Linked DNA regions of Mus musculus: all the other regions are linked to region 3. A link is a contact called in public HiChIP or PLAC-seq data. All regions are on one chromosome and are shown on one strand. Each heading gives the region's core, a stretch centred on a gene start, on an enhancer-like site or on the middle of the called end of the contact. The rest is flanking DNA. Distances are from core to core; before and after follow the strand shown.

Region 1 (2,994 bases), core at 436-2,935, 440 kb before region 3:
ATTTGAATCAAAACGAGAACCTGGAGATCCCTTTGCAGTGTGACTTAAGTTGTATTTCAGAGTTGCACTCTGTAAAGACCGGTTTGTGTCCTCTAAGCCTCCCTGCCCATTAGATGCGGTTATTTTTGTCTTGGGCTCATTAAACAAAGTACTGGCTGGGTACAGGCTCTGGTTTCTCTTGAAAGTGACTTCATCTATTGTAACCGTGTTGTGCAATATTATAACGGTAAGCTTCTGTCAGAGCTCTCAGCTCTGAAATAGACCGGCAGGACCTCCCTTACTTTAGCCCTGAGAATGTCACCATTGTGCAGTGGTTCTGACAGCAATGACAGGGAAACCCACAGGTGGGACTTCATCTATTTGTTCTCTCCTTGAAGAAGGTAGAACAGAGTAATAGTAGTTGGAAGCTCTCCCAAAGACAGCAAATGCTCCTGGAGTTGAAGCTTTACTTCAAAGACTAGAGGCAAAAAGACTAGATGATTAGAAAAGAAAGGGAAGCCATTTAAGATTAGAAGCAGGCTTGGCTTCTCGTTAAAGCAAATGAGCGGGACCAGCCTAGACTGGCTGAATTCCAAGCCAGGTAAGCCATCTAGACATTAAACCTAAGCTTTTCACTTATAAGAGAGGGCTTCCCCCGTGTCTCCAGTGTCTGCTGTCCTTGTAGCCCAAGGCTCTCTAGTATAAATGAAGCTTTCATATCCTAGGGAAATCTGAAGGGAGTTCCACTTAGGCGGAAGCCCAAAGGACTGAAATTATTAAGGCATGAGCGGAAAAGGACATCAGCCTATTTTGGCAAAAGCAGTGGACATTAGGGGAAAGGTGGATCCTTAATCAGCTGGGGGCAAATTTTGTTTTTATTTAAATGATTCAGAGAATTAATTGTTAGGCTGCAGTATCTTCTTGGGTGAGAGTACAGCAGGAGCTTCTCAGACGTCAATTTTATTCATAAGAAGCAATAATAGGAGGCAATTTGTTTTTTCAGGCCTCTTACACTTTCAGACAACAGCTCTTCACAGTACAAGTAATAAAAAGCACATTAAAACAAATAAGAAATGAGAGCTGAGAAAATAATAAGTCTTTTTCTCCCTATGATCAAAATTAAAACTCTAGCTTGGCATTAGATTTTTATAGGCTGTATTCTTTTTCCAGGATATTTGAAATTCTACCCTCCCCCAACTATTTACCTTTGTAGCCAAGTGACATTTTCTCCCACTCATTCCATATGTTTATTATGAGGGTATCCTTTGAATTGCTGGGGTACAATTCTTCTTCTTCAGCCACTGAAGATGGCAGACACCAGTATTAATTGTCAGTATTTTCAAGTGAAATCTAGACCATGGTTCATATAAGACAATGGAAGCAATTGCATTTTTGTTTCTTACAAACAATGGCATTTCTGTGATTTCTTACTTTCCTGGAGTTGAGTATTTTTTTAGAGTGTAATGATAAAATATTGTGATAGATGGCAGTTCTCTTCTCCTAACTGTACTAAAAGCAAAACACTTATTCCTAAGGAATAGTTGTGGCTTATACAAATACAATTCTTTTTTTTTTTCTTCTTCTTCTTCTTTTCAATATAGAGTAAGCTGCTCTCCATTTAAAGGATCAGCCCGTGTACAATCACAGTCCCTGGTAGTCTGCCAAACACAATAGGGCATTAATTAACATGTGCCTGGGGATTCATCAACATGCACAGTGGTAGCACGCAATTGGAGCCTTTTCCCCTCCCCTTTTCCACTCTAAGCTGACAGCATTCATGAAAGATCTACTCTCGTATGTAAATCAGTTCTTGCTAAACTCCTTGTAATGGAGTCCCTTTATTTTTCAAAGCTGTTGTCAGACCTACTCCCATATCTTAGAAAGACACTCACTCTGTCTCTTTCTCTTGTTTAAAAATCTGACTACAGTGGGCAAAAATAACATATTTGTTTACTTGTCATGCAGACTGCACTGTAAATAAATCATCTGATAAATTACTTCCCCAATATGAGCGGAATGAGATTCATTTCCCTTAATGTTGCACCAATGAGAAGGGCAGAATTACTTTCCCTGTTCACCCAGGGTGACTATGTGCTGGCCTGCTAACTTGTTTGAGTGCTGAGAAAAATACTGTGCAGCCAGCTTTTGCCACCTGGTACAAGCAGGTGAAAAACAAAATAAGAGAAGTGAATTGGATTTCAGTTAGTTCTCAGATGGTCTTTGTGCCTCTGGCTTTGCTAAACCCTGCTGACTGCACCACTTTCAGCACCTTCTGCATATTCTTTGTTGTAGGTTCACTTTAGACCTGGGTGGACCAGATTTGGACAATAGAAAACCTGTCTTCTTGAAATAAAGGATAAAATGAAAGAAACAGAAAATAGTGTCCATATCTTTATTTTAAAAGTAGAATATATGTTTCAGTTTCATCTGCATTCTAGATACCAACATTTATGGCCACTTTTTAAATGTAAAATAATACATTGAAAGTGCTAAGCGAAGTACTGAAGTAAATGCCTAATAGACGATATGCGAGTTCATTCTAAGAAGTAGAGTTAGAGAGATTATCATTATTATTTATTGTCTTTTACAACTCATAAATCACAAGCGTTATAAGAAGCAAAATGCAATTTTTATGTTTTAATCATTCAAGAGAAATATCAATAAAATGGTTAGCTTGGGCAAGCGGAGAGGATGTGGAATTTGATGGCTCCGTCCGATCCTCCCAGCTATTCCATAAGCATGCACTTTTCATGCTGTTACTTAAAGAAGAACAGTTTAGAGATCCAGATACCATTTCTTCCCTTCCATTGTGTGACCTTGAGGAAATTATTCAACTGCAAAAAGACTCAGTTTCTGTTTTGTAAAATGAGAGTTGACTGTAGAAAGACAAAATAAGATGACTGATAAGTGTGGAAAACATTGACAACATGCTACCTGCAGAAGTGATGGAATGGTAGACAAACAATGTGCTCCAGACCTCCTTTCTCCTATGCTACAGACAGAGAAAGTGCTCTT
Region 2 (3,049 bases), core at 41-2,540, 290 kb before region 3:
CTTTTTTGCCATTTACACTCTTTTTATGTCTCCCATCTATTAGTTCACAATTAGGAACAGTTTTGAAAACTAACTTGAAATGATCTTAACTTAGGATGGTTGGGCCTGACTGATTTGCTGGTGTGTGTGATGACATCAAGTTTGTGGAGCTTATGAAAAATGAACTTCCTTTGGAGTGTGGGTCACACTTCACCTGATCTTCGACCACCATGAATCAAGTTTTTTTTGATTCTATCATCATTTTGCAGCCTGAGTATTCGTGAAGCCTAAACTTGCACCAATGCTTTCAGGACCAACATTAAGAAGGAAGAATTATTACCAGAGTCTCTTCAGGGACTACTACATAAAAGGAGCAAGAGAAAGGTCCCATTCTTTAGCACTCAGCATTGCGATGAAGGTGACATTGGCAGACTGTATGTGGCAGACCAATAATTGGGATAGCCATTAGGATCATTTAGATTGCATAAGAACTGTGGTTTAATAAAGAAAAACATCACCATTATACAACAGGAAATATTTCTTTTGAGCATCCTTCCAGTGTATTTTGCAAAATTCTTCCTTCTATAATCCAGCTATTATACTTAAAAGACTGCTTATTGGACTTAAAAGTTTTTTTTCAACATTTGGGATTGAAGAAATTGTAAAGTAACAAATGTAATATCATTCTGTTGGATTAAATAATCCAATCCAATAATCTTTGTAATCTGGAAAAGATCCCAATTGTTAACCTAATATTCACCCCATTCTTCTGCACAGTGTCCACTGAAGAGTGTCCTAGACACCATTGTAGATGAAACATTCATCCTGACAATGCCCAAATATGCCTAAAATTGCAGATGATGGTTCTGAGCTTTTCCGCCTGCTTATCTGTCTGCCTTCCATGTGACCCTAAATTAGGCATCAGAAGGTATAGTGTGTAATACAGATTCCAGGCACAATATACCTTCTCGCAATTAGTTGAAAGTGCTGTTTTGTAATTAAAGGGTGAAGTGGGGCATGATGAACATATGGAAAAGGAGACCCTTAATAAGTGATGGAGCCTTCAAAAGAAATTGCTAATTAGTATGCATTTGATGTGCACTATACCAATTTTAAGACTTTGCCTTGAATAAATTGCTATGTTGGGTGTTCGAAGGAGTGGTGAGATTAGCATTTACAAAGGGGGCAATTTTCTGTCTTCTTGACTCTGTTAAATGGAGGAAATAACTTCCAAGACTGGAGCAGTAGTTAGCCCATCAATCATTCTCACAGCTGGAAACTGGGGATCCCAAATGCAGAGATCAGTTAATCCGTCAGCTAATAAGTTCATAGTGGCACCATATGGCGTGGGGCCACTCCACACTGGGAGAAGGACAGAACTGTTTACACAGGCATGCTGCTTTCTCAGGTAGCTCCCTGCTGACAGAAACCTTTGTTCTGAAGGATCAATTTACTTTGCACAGTAAATTGACTGAATTGATCAGTTCAGAGCATATAATTGTTGGCTAATCCTGTGGAATCATGTCCCATCCATGTGAGTAGGACAAAGGGGTGCTGCCCATGGCTTGGTCTCGGGCTCCATCCTGGGGCTATTCTCATCAGACAGACTGGACACTGATTAAAGGACCAGCAGAGAGTAGAGATGTAGTGAGCATTGACTTCAAAGAGACGAGAAACTGTGCAACGTCTAGAAGGCCGTCTCTACTCAACTGATATCATGACATAACAAAGTAAAAACAGTCCGTCTAAACAATTTAGAACCAGCTATTTTCAAAACTCTGAAATGAAAAGTTACTGCTTGTCTCCAGAGCTAAGTTTCACTACTCATGTTCACTCCCAAAGTTACCTTTCGTTTTGGCAATGAAAGGAACTGAAAGAGAAAAAGAAGCTTAAGGTACATGTCCAGGAAAGCATGGACACTGGAAATGAAGTGAGAGATGCATTTCTTAGACATCGTGCTCCAGTGGAGGAGGCATCCACTGTTGTTCCTGTGCATAGGGTATGGGAAAATTCATCAGAGCCTTTCAGAGCGAATGGGAGCAAAATCTTCCCATTCCTAGCACACTGGTGTGAATCCTGGTGCTTTGTTCCATAGGCGTGTTTGATCTGACTTTGTTTTTTCCTTCTCACATACAAAATAAAAGAAGAATAAATAAGATGAAAAAAAATCCACCAATAGAGATAAATGTTGGACATAGTTCCCTTCAACTAAAGTTTTTCTTCAAAAGCTAGTGTCAATAGAATCATTTCACATCAATGGTTTGAAAAGAGACTTGTGTTCAATAGGAACTGAGGCCATTTGGTGTCCCTGAGCAGACATTTGCTTATTAAATGTCTGAGCACTAATGAACTTTATAGACCTGCCCTGAGAATTTCTACCAATTAGAGGGCTTTTGATTTTTTTTTTACCTATTTTATGGAGAATAAATGTCTGAGATTTGCTTCATATGGAAAAATAGCAGCAAATTTGACAGCATGTGGACTCTTAGAAGTTATTTTAATCTTGCTCATTATGTAAACCAACACATGCTTGGTGATGTTCTAACCACCAGAGAGAGGGATATGCTCTATGATAGATAATTCCAAATGATCTAATATTATTTATCTCAAAGTACTCTGAGTGTATTTCCCCAAATTTCTATGGAACTGAAAATTTTCCCTTTTATAGTCTTTTATTTCTATCACTACATCCACAGTTCCTAGGATTCCATGGTGTTTTAAAAAGCAAAAATCAAAGAATATTTTTTCTGATTTATTTTAGTAAGCATTGTTATGAAAATAAGATAAAGTATAAGTAGTTCTGTAAATATATTTTCATATTAAACTTGTAAAGTTAAAAAGAAAAGTAGCATATTGTGTCCTGGAAAGATCATAAGCAAGAGTCTCCCATGAAAACAGGCACGCTGCCAAACTCTGGTCAAAGAGAAAAATAAAAAGGCTTTTGTGTATTTTGATAAATTTCCTCTCTCAATTGTTACTGGTTTGGAGTGTCCCTCTCTGTACATTGAATATGAAGTAAGTTTTAACTCCTTGTGAGTCACTCATATGACATGTGTCCATTCCTTGACTA
Region 3 (3,105 bases), core at 225-2,724:
GTTTTTGTAGTCTGTTACAGTGTTATGTTAATAGACATTAACATTGCATTAATATCACATTCTCTTGTGATTTGCTTTTTCATCCAACACTGCCTTCAAGATCGTCCATTCACTCTTAATTGCTGCCCTGTTTCACTATAGGAATGTACCAACTCGCCGCCGGTTCACTGCAGTCTAAGAGCTCTCTGAACTGTTTCCTGTTGGGCTGGGAAGCACCACCTACATATTTCCCTCCAGCTAGAGCAGGAGCAGCTCAAGGGCAGAAACCGTTCTGAGCTGCTTGCTGTTTCTTTTCCTAATTTCCGTGGCACCTGGGAACTGCCAGCCACGTGAAGCGCTTTGCCTGGAAGATATTGCTCTGTTCTCGGCACACAAAACGCCCTCGATTCAAAAAAAAAAAAAAAAAAAAAAGTGTTCGGTAAATAATCTTAGCAAAGTGCGTGTTTAAATTTGCTAAGCCCTCACTTGTCCACCGAGTAAGATTTAAGGGGAACCTGCTGCAATTTCCTCTAGAAAGTCCTGAAGGTATTTCAGGGCAGAAGTAGATCTATAAAACAAGGTCACGCCACAGTTCCGGTTCCTCCTAAGAGGATCTCCAAGCACTCTAAAAGCGCGGTTTTCGCGACGGTATTTTCCCCAACTTTTAAAGGAATCCAGGTCAGTTCAGTGCGTTATTCAAAACTTGAAAATGTTTAGGGCGGCTTGGAAGAGCCTTGGTCACAGTCTGCGTATGCATAATACTAGCAAATTCGCCTTCTCACAGAATTATTTTTCCTTTCCGTAGGTCCCAGGTCATGTTTCCGTACCTACCATTTAACTTCCCACCTCAAGCAGGTCCAGCGCCACTGGTCGTACTGCTAGCCGCACTTCCCAACCTTCCTGCTCCTAAGAAGATATAACACCCTTTGATCTCCTCTCCAGTGCTTTGTGGCTTAAGGAACCTTGATGTGCAAGACAAATATGCTCTGTAACTGTGCGCACGCGGAACCATCTATCATCACCCTGCCTTTAAACATGACCGGTACTTTGTGTGTTTCAGAGAAATTAATCTGCTGTTTAGTGGAAGAAAACCAAGGCAAAACCATCTTCCTGCATGCACCGTCTTCTTGCAGACTCAACAGCATTTTCAGTGTCTCGGGCTCCCGCTCCGTAAACCACAAACTTGACCTTCGAGCGGATTTCAAAAGCAGAGGTTTCCTCCCTCTCCCTCTCTGGCTCCTATGGAGCGCCTGGGCATACTTGTGGGTAGCAGCTGCATGTACCAGAGCTGGGAACTATACGTCGAGGAGACTTGGAGATACTAGTGGGCGGCAGGGTGGGGGCTGGGGAGCGAGGCAAAGATGGGCGGGAGGAGAGGGAGAGAGGATGGGGTGGAGGGGGAGGATAGATCTGTCTGCATATGCATGAAGCACCCAGCACTGCCCTCTTCCCAAGCAGCTGCTGTGTGGGAGGCGGAGGAGGAAGGGGGAAGGGAAGGACTAAGATGGGCGGGGCGGCAGAAACTGCCTTTAAACTGGACCTCGGTTTGGAGGGCGAAAGAGGTGATTTGCATGGCGTCCGGTGATTGGCTGAGGTCCGAGGGCTGGGTCTGAGAGGCGGCCTCTGAATGGTTTAAGGAGAAAATCTCTGAATTCTGATTTCTAAAGTCGGGACCGCCGGGTAGATGCAGTATGCAATCAGGACGCAAGGAGGCGCGATGTCCTATCTTTGTTCTGCTTAAAAGGTCTTTTTCCGTCCTCCTTCAGCCGTCCCCGCCCCCACCCCCACGCGCAGACTCACGCAGAAAGTGCAGAGAAACCCTGTGATCCAGTCAACTGGCACTGCCCCGTCTATTAAGAAAGATGAACGCTCCTTTCTCTTCCATCTCCTTCATGGGAGACCACTTTTCATTTCAGATTATCACATCAATAAATATTCTTCGAGGAACAAAAAAGGCACTTTGCCAAAAGATAAAAGAATATATGTGAAATGTGTGGACTGTAGAGAAAGGCACTACACGAAGGCAAAAGAATAGAAGCACATATGTAAATAACGCACATAATCACATCAAGAACACAAAACACAAGGGCAGATACAGACAGGGCACCCGGAGAGAACGTGGGCTGCTCCCAAGGTCCTCAGAGTCTGCATGCTTCCCACACGCAGAGGCACACACCCGCTGATGAGCCAATGATCTTCCCCAACACACAAGCACACACACATAACACACACCTCAGAAAAGGCATTCACGCGAATTCACACGCAGTGAAAATTTTGCAGAGGAAATACTAGAGCAGAATTAAATGGTTTATCCCCTCCCCCTCCAAAATATACTCAAGCAAAATGATTCTACTTGCATATTACTAATACACGCAGGGCACTGAAAGGAGGAAAATGGCTCCAGTTGGGGCACACAGTGGAGAATACGTGTGTACAATGCATACACAGACACACGCGCGCGCGAGCATCTGTGGGCGGGACACACCCACAGCCTGTGTCCTCTGCCCATGGGCACAGGCAGAGGACAGATTCCATCAGCAGCGCTCAGTACAATTGTCGGAAGAAGAAACCCACCCTATTCGGCAACTATGAAACATGTCAGAGTGCCAAGGGTTTCTAAGACCCAGATCAATACATTCTTGTTACAAAAGTGGTCAAAAAAATAATTGATGCATCTTAGATAATTGAGTGCTGTAGCATATTCGCTCAAACAATACTTCGAAATGACTTCAGCCTGAAGATAGCTTTCTAAACTGAAAAAAAAAAAAAAATCCCTAAGAAATTAGATGTTCATTTGCTTTCTCTTGTTTTTTTATTATTATTATTTTTAAATAATAGTATGAATGCTAGTAGAGACAGCATTTTTCTCTTCCTCCAAAAGAGGGGAACTGATTTTGTTTTGTGAACCCAGGAGCTTTCCAGTTGGTTTCCCAGTGAAAAAGGTGGCAGGAGGGTCCTCTGCTTACCCTCCCAGCCAGACAGCACCACAAAAGGCATTATTACACATCCCAAATTGCAAGGGCTGTCTATATATTTACGAATCTGTTCAAATATTTAACCTCTTAACTTGCTAAATACCCCCTCTTCTTCCTTTCTCCTCTGCGCTCTCCCTCTCCCCCCTGTCTG
Region 4 (3,057 bases), core at 68-2,567, 460 kb before region 3:
AATTAGTAGACTCTGGAGAGCCAATTAAATATTATTCCCCTATCTCGACTCTGTTTTAACATCCTTCTTTATTGCATACTGTTTCTTTCACTCACAAGGCAGGTAGATGGTGTTATCAGGCTAATTTAGGGACAGTTATCATTATAATGTAATTTTTTGCAATTATGTGGTAGACCAGGTGGCAAGACAGCATGGTTTTACATTGCCAAGGTGCAAAACAAATTCAGTGTTCAATCAACCTGAGAGAGAAAGGACAATTCTCATTTGCATAAACATGTAGCCACGGAAACGAGATGCACAGAGGTATAAGGGGAAAGAGACCTATTTTACATGATGTGCATAGAATATTTGACAGTTTAGATTGGAGGCGTCATTGATGTGGGTTGGAATGGTACGGTTGGTTGCCATGGATATGGTTTTCCCTACTGGCAGTGCAGAGATTGGCAGGGATGGATGCTGAAAAAAAAAAAAAAAAGAAAGAAAGAAAGAAAAAAAAAGCCTAAACCACTGCATACTCTGGCAGCCTCATTCTTTTCTTTTGTTGAAAAGCTATGTATCGTTTCTGCACTAATGACAGCTCATCAAGTATGCAGTGTAATCTAGAAACACTGATATTTCTGTAATAAATCATTCATGTATAATATATATGCATTTATACATTCTATGCACATATATATGTTGCAATCCACATGTATATATTTGGAATAACATGTATGCAGATTAATAAAAGATTAGATTCAGGAAAAATATTTACTCTTTTATATTTAATATTAATTTAGTAACTCCTTAGATATGAGGATTTCTTAAATAAGATAAGCAATATATAAATGAATTGAATTATTTTTTATTTTGCTTCAGGAAAGAGGATTGCACAGTTTGCTTTTGTGGATGTGGCAAACAATGAAAGGAAAAAGGAGTGGCTTGTCCCTGCAGCCCAGGCTCTGGTTATTTGACCCTTCTAGTCATTGTATTGCTGCGCTATAACTAGGAAAATAGTGTTCATCCATGAGAAAACAGGGCCATTTTTATTTCCTTTGTAGGACTTAGCACAACATTTACCAAAATATAAAGCCAAATAGACTATTTATGCTGTATTTCAGAACAGCTGAAAGTACTTAGATTTCTTTTTGTAAAAGCTCACTCATTCATTATCCTGCTTTCATACACTTACTGGGAACCCTGCCTTTATTAAAGATTGTAGGGACGTCTTTTGTCTTTAAGAATTCATTCACTAACATATTATGGGAGAAGGGTCTGAAGGCACTTTGGCTGCCCAGTCCTGCAGGGTAAGAACTGAGGACCTTTGTGTGTGCTAATGGGCAGCTTTACATACAGCCGTACTCAGGAGACTTGAATTCTGGTACATGAGTTCTTCTGACCTTGTGGATTTCCCCCTCAGCATCATCCAGCTTTTGAAGGAATATTGAGAGGCCTAGCACTGTTGTATATTGTCTGCCTGTGAAATAACTGGAAGCTGAGGAGAGAGTAGCAAGCAGCAAACAGAGCGTCCCTTCTGAAGCATGTCTTCTGTGTGTAATGATTATCTTTGATGTTCATAGAGCCAAAGTATGATAATTATAAACAGCTAATGTCTATTTGTGCATATTTAGGAAAATATGTAGCTAAAAGAACAGCTAAGACAGAATCCCTTCACTCTTCAAGGAAGATCTTTTAAACCAAAGGAAGAAAGTCACATTCTAAGTAAGGTGACGACAAATTCCAAGCTAGACTACTTATAGTGTGACACTTTGTACTAACAGGAAGCATAAAGTAGAGCTAATAAATTTTGCATCAATATATAACTTTATTCTATATTTTTGTTGAACCTTTAATTTTTATTGCTAAAGCTATGAAAATCATATTACATATGTTTATTCTTCTTTTTAATGTAAGATGTACTAGAGGGCCAACTCCTGCTAACAATCCATGCTCCTACAACCCAAAGGTCCATGGGTACTTTCAGATCTTCCTTACCACTCTATCTGAGTCATCAGCTTAATTTCTATGATGATCTAATCAGTGACTCCAATCTTCAGAAGACCAGCTACAGGGCCACTGAGTTTATTTACACAGGTCTCTGGGTAAAGTAATTTCCATTTCTGGTTTATTACCCAGGATCACTTGTCTGTTTCCAATTAACGCATTGTGGGCATCAATTAATAGTATTGAGAACAAATAAAGGAGAATAAAAAGCTGCTTTAATGCTTCATTATCTATTAAAATTTTAAAGATAAAATAAGAACTTTACATTTACCTGGATATGTGAATTTATTATCTAAGGCCAACCTGTAAGCAATGAGATTAAGACTGAGTTCAGAAGAGTTTAATGAGTACAGATCTTAATGCAGAAGTCAAGAAATGTGCAAGGTCAACGCAGCTTCACCACACTATCTCAGGCCCCTGACCCCACAGAAGCATTGTTTGTGTTTAGACTTTATTGTGATTTGGAACTTTATTTAACATACTCTATTTTTTTTTTGAGACAGGGTGTCTCTATGTTGAGCAAGTTGTTTTCAGACTTCTGATGTTCCTGCTTGCCCCTGCTTCCTAAGTACTGGAACTGCATATGTGAGCCCACGATGCCATACCCCTGTATTATTTTCTAGTTTTATTTTCCATATTTCTGTTTTTCATATGTGTCCTAACCCTTGTATTGAAGAAAAGTTAAGCTGATGCATGTTTGCCATTGACTACCCCCCTTGAGACAGTTGTAGGACTTGAGCATGCTCCTTTGTCCGATATTAGATACTGAGGTGCTAGCCTCAAATATTATTATTGCAGATTAGTCAGGAGCCAGGATGTATCATGTAAAGAAATAAAAGGTTTATAAACCTCATTTCCATTTTGAAGGTAGATATGTTTGCTCATCATTAAAAATAAGTTTTTAATTCTAAGGAAATAAAGAAGTAAGAGCATGGTTATTTTATGAGCCGAGATCTGATTATTTCACGCTGTGAGTGTGATTCTTCCAATGGTCAGAGGAGAGTTCTGGAGGGGTCTACTTTTCTTGGGCAAGTGCACACTTGCCTAGGTCTCACTCATAAACCAGGAGAGAGT

The links. HiChIP or PLAC-seq counts read pairs in DNA pulled down with a chosen protein or histone mark.
Region 1: an H3K4me3 HiChIP or PLAC-seq map of embryonic forebrain shows a contact between it and region 3, with 3 times the contacts expected there. The contact joins two enhancer-like sites. A contact is called at or near these places in 6 of 115 datasets of contacts at active chromatin or transcription factors (embryonic basal ganglia, embryonic forebrain, embryonic midbrain and 3 more).
Region 2: an H3K4me3 HiChIP or PLAC-seq map of embryonic forebrain shows a contact between it and region 3, with 5 times the contacts expected there. The contact joins two enhancer-like sites. A contact is called at or near these places in 1 of 39 promoter capture datasets (hippocampal neurons), 9 of 484 Hi-C or Micro-C datasets (cerebellum, cortical neurons, embryonic cerebral cortex and 5 more), 8 of 115 datasets of contacts at active chromatin or transcription factors (differentiating embryonic stem cells, embryonic brain, embryonic fibroblasts and 5 more) and 1 of 9 other capture datasets (embryonic tail).
Region 4: an H3K4me3 HiChIP or PLAC-seq map of embryonic forebrain shows a contact between it and region 3, with 2.6 times the contacts expected there. The contact joins two enhancer-like sites. A contact is called at or near these places in 3 of 115 datasets of contacts at active chromatin or transcription factors (embryonic forebrain, forebrain and neural tube).

The regions. Positions count from the first base shown.
Region 1 is chr13:84,782,447-84,785,440 of GRCm38.p6, reverse strand. The region is part of intron 2 of Gm34196 (a long non-coding RNA gene); the gene reads left to right. Among named protein-coding and RNA genes, the nearest start is that of Gm34246, 110 kb to the right of the region's middle. RefSeq lists an enhancer at 1-2,994. Within about 2 kb of position 1,685, at least 32 of the 459 cell types and tissues checked have an H3K27ac peak or open chromatin away from gene starts, as enhancers often do. A contact at or near this core is called in embryonic basal ganglia and embryonic forebrain, where this site is marked.
Region 2 is chr13:84,637,677-84,640,725 of GRCm38.p6, reverse strand. The region is part of intron 2 of Gm34196 (a long non-coding RNA gene); the gene reads left to right. Among named protein-coding and RNA genes, the nearest start is that of Gm34246, 36 kb to the left of the region's middle. Within about 2 kb of position 1,290, at least 20 of the 459 cell types and tissues checked have an H3K27ac peak or open chromatin away from gene starts, as enhancers often do. A contact at or near this core is called in embryonic brain, embryonic cerebral cortex and embryonic forebrain, where this site is marked.
Region 3 is chr13:84,346,605-84,349,709 of GRCm38.p6, reverse strand. It overlaps Gm41011 (a long non-coding RNA gene), which reads right to left. Exons shown (of 2, transcript XR_873707.3): 1 at 811-3,105. Among named protein-coding and RNA genes, the nearest start is that of Gm41011, 4.3 kb to the right of the region's middle. Within about 2 kb of position 1,474, at least 244 of the 459 cell types and tissues checked have an H3K27ac peak or open chromatin away from gene starts, as enhancers often do. A contact at or near this core is called in embryonic basal ganglia, embryonic brain, embryonic cerebral cortex and 2 more, where this site is marked.
Region 4 is chr13:84,802,686-84,805,742 of GRCm38.p6, reverse strand. All of the region lies in intron 2 of Gm34196 (a long non-coding RNA gene), which reads left to right. Among named protein-coding and RNA genes, the nearest start is that of Gm34196, 100 kb to the left of the region's middle. Within about 2 kb of position 1,317, at least 33 of the 459 cell types and tissues checked have an H3K27ac peak or open chromatin away from gene starts, as enhancers often do. A contact at or near this core is called in embryonic forebrain and forebrain, where this site is marked.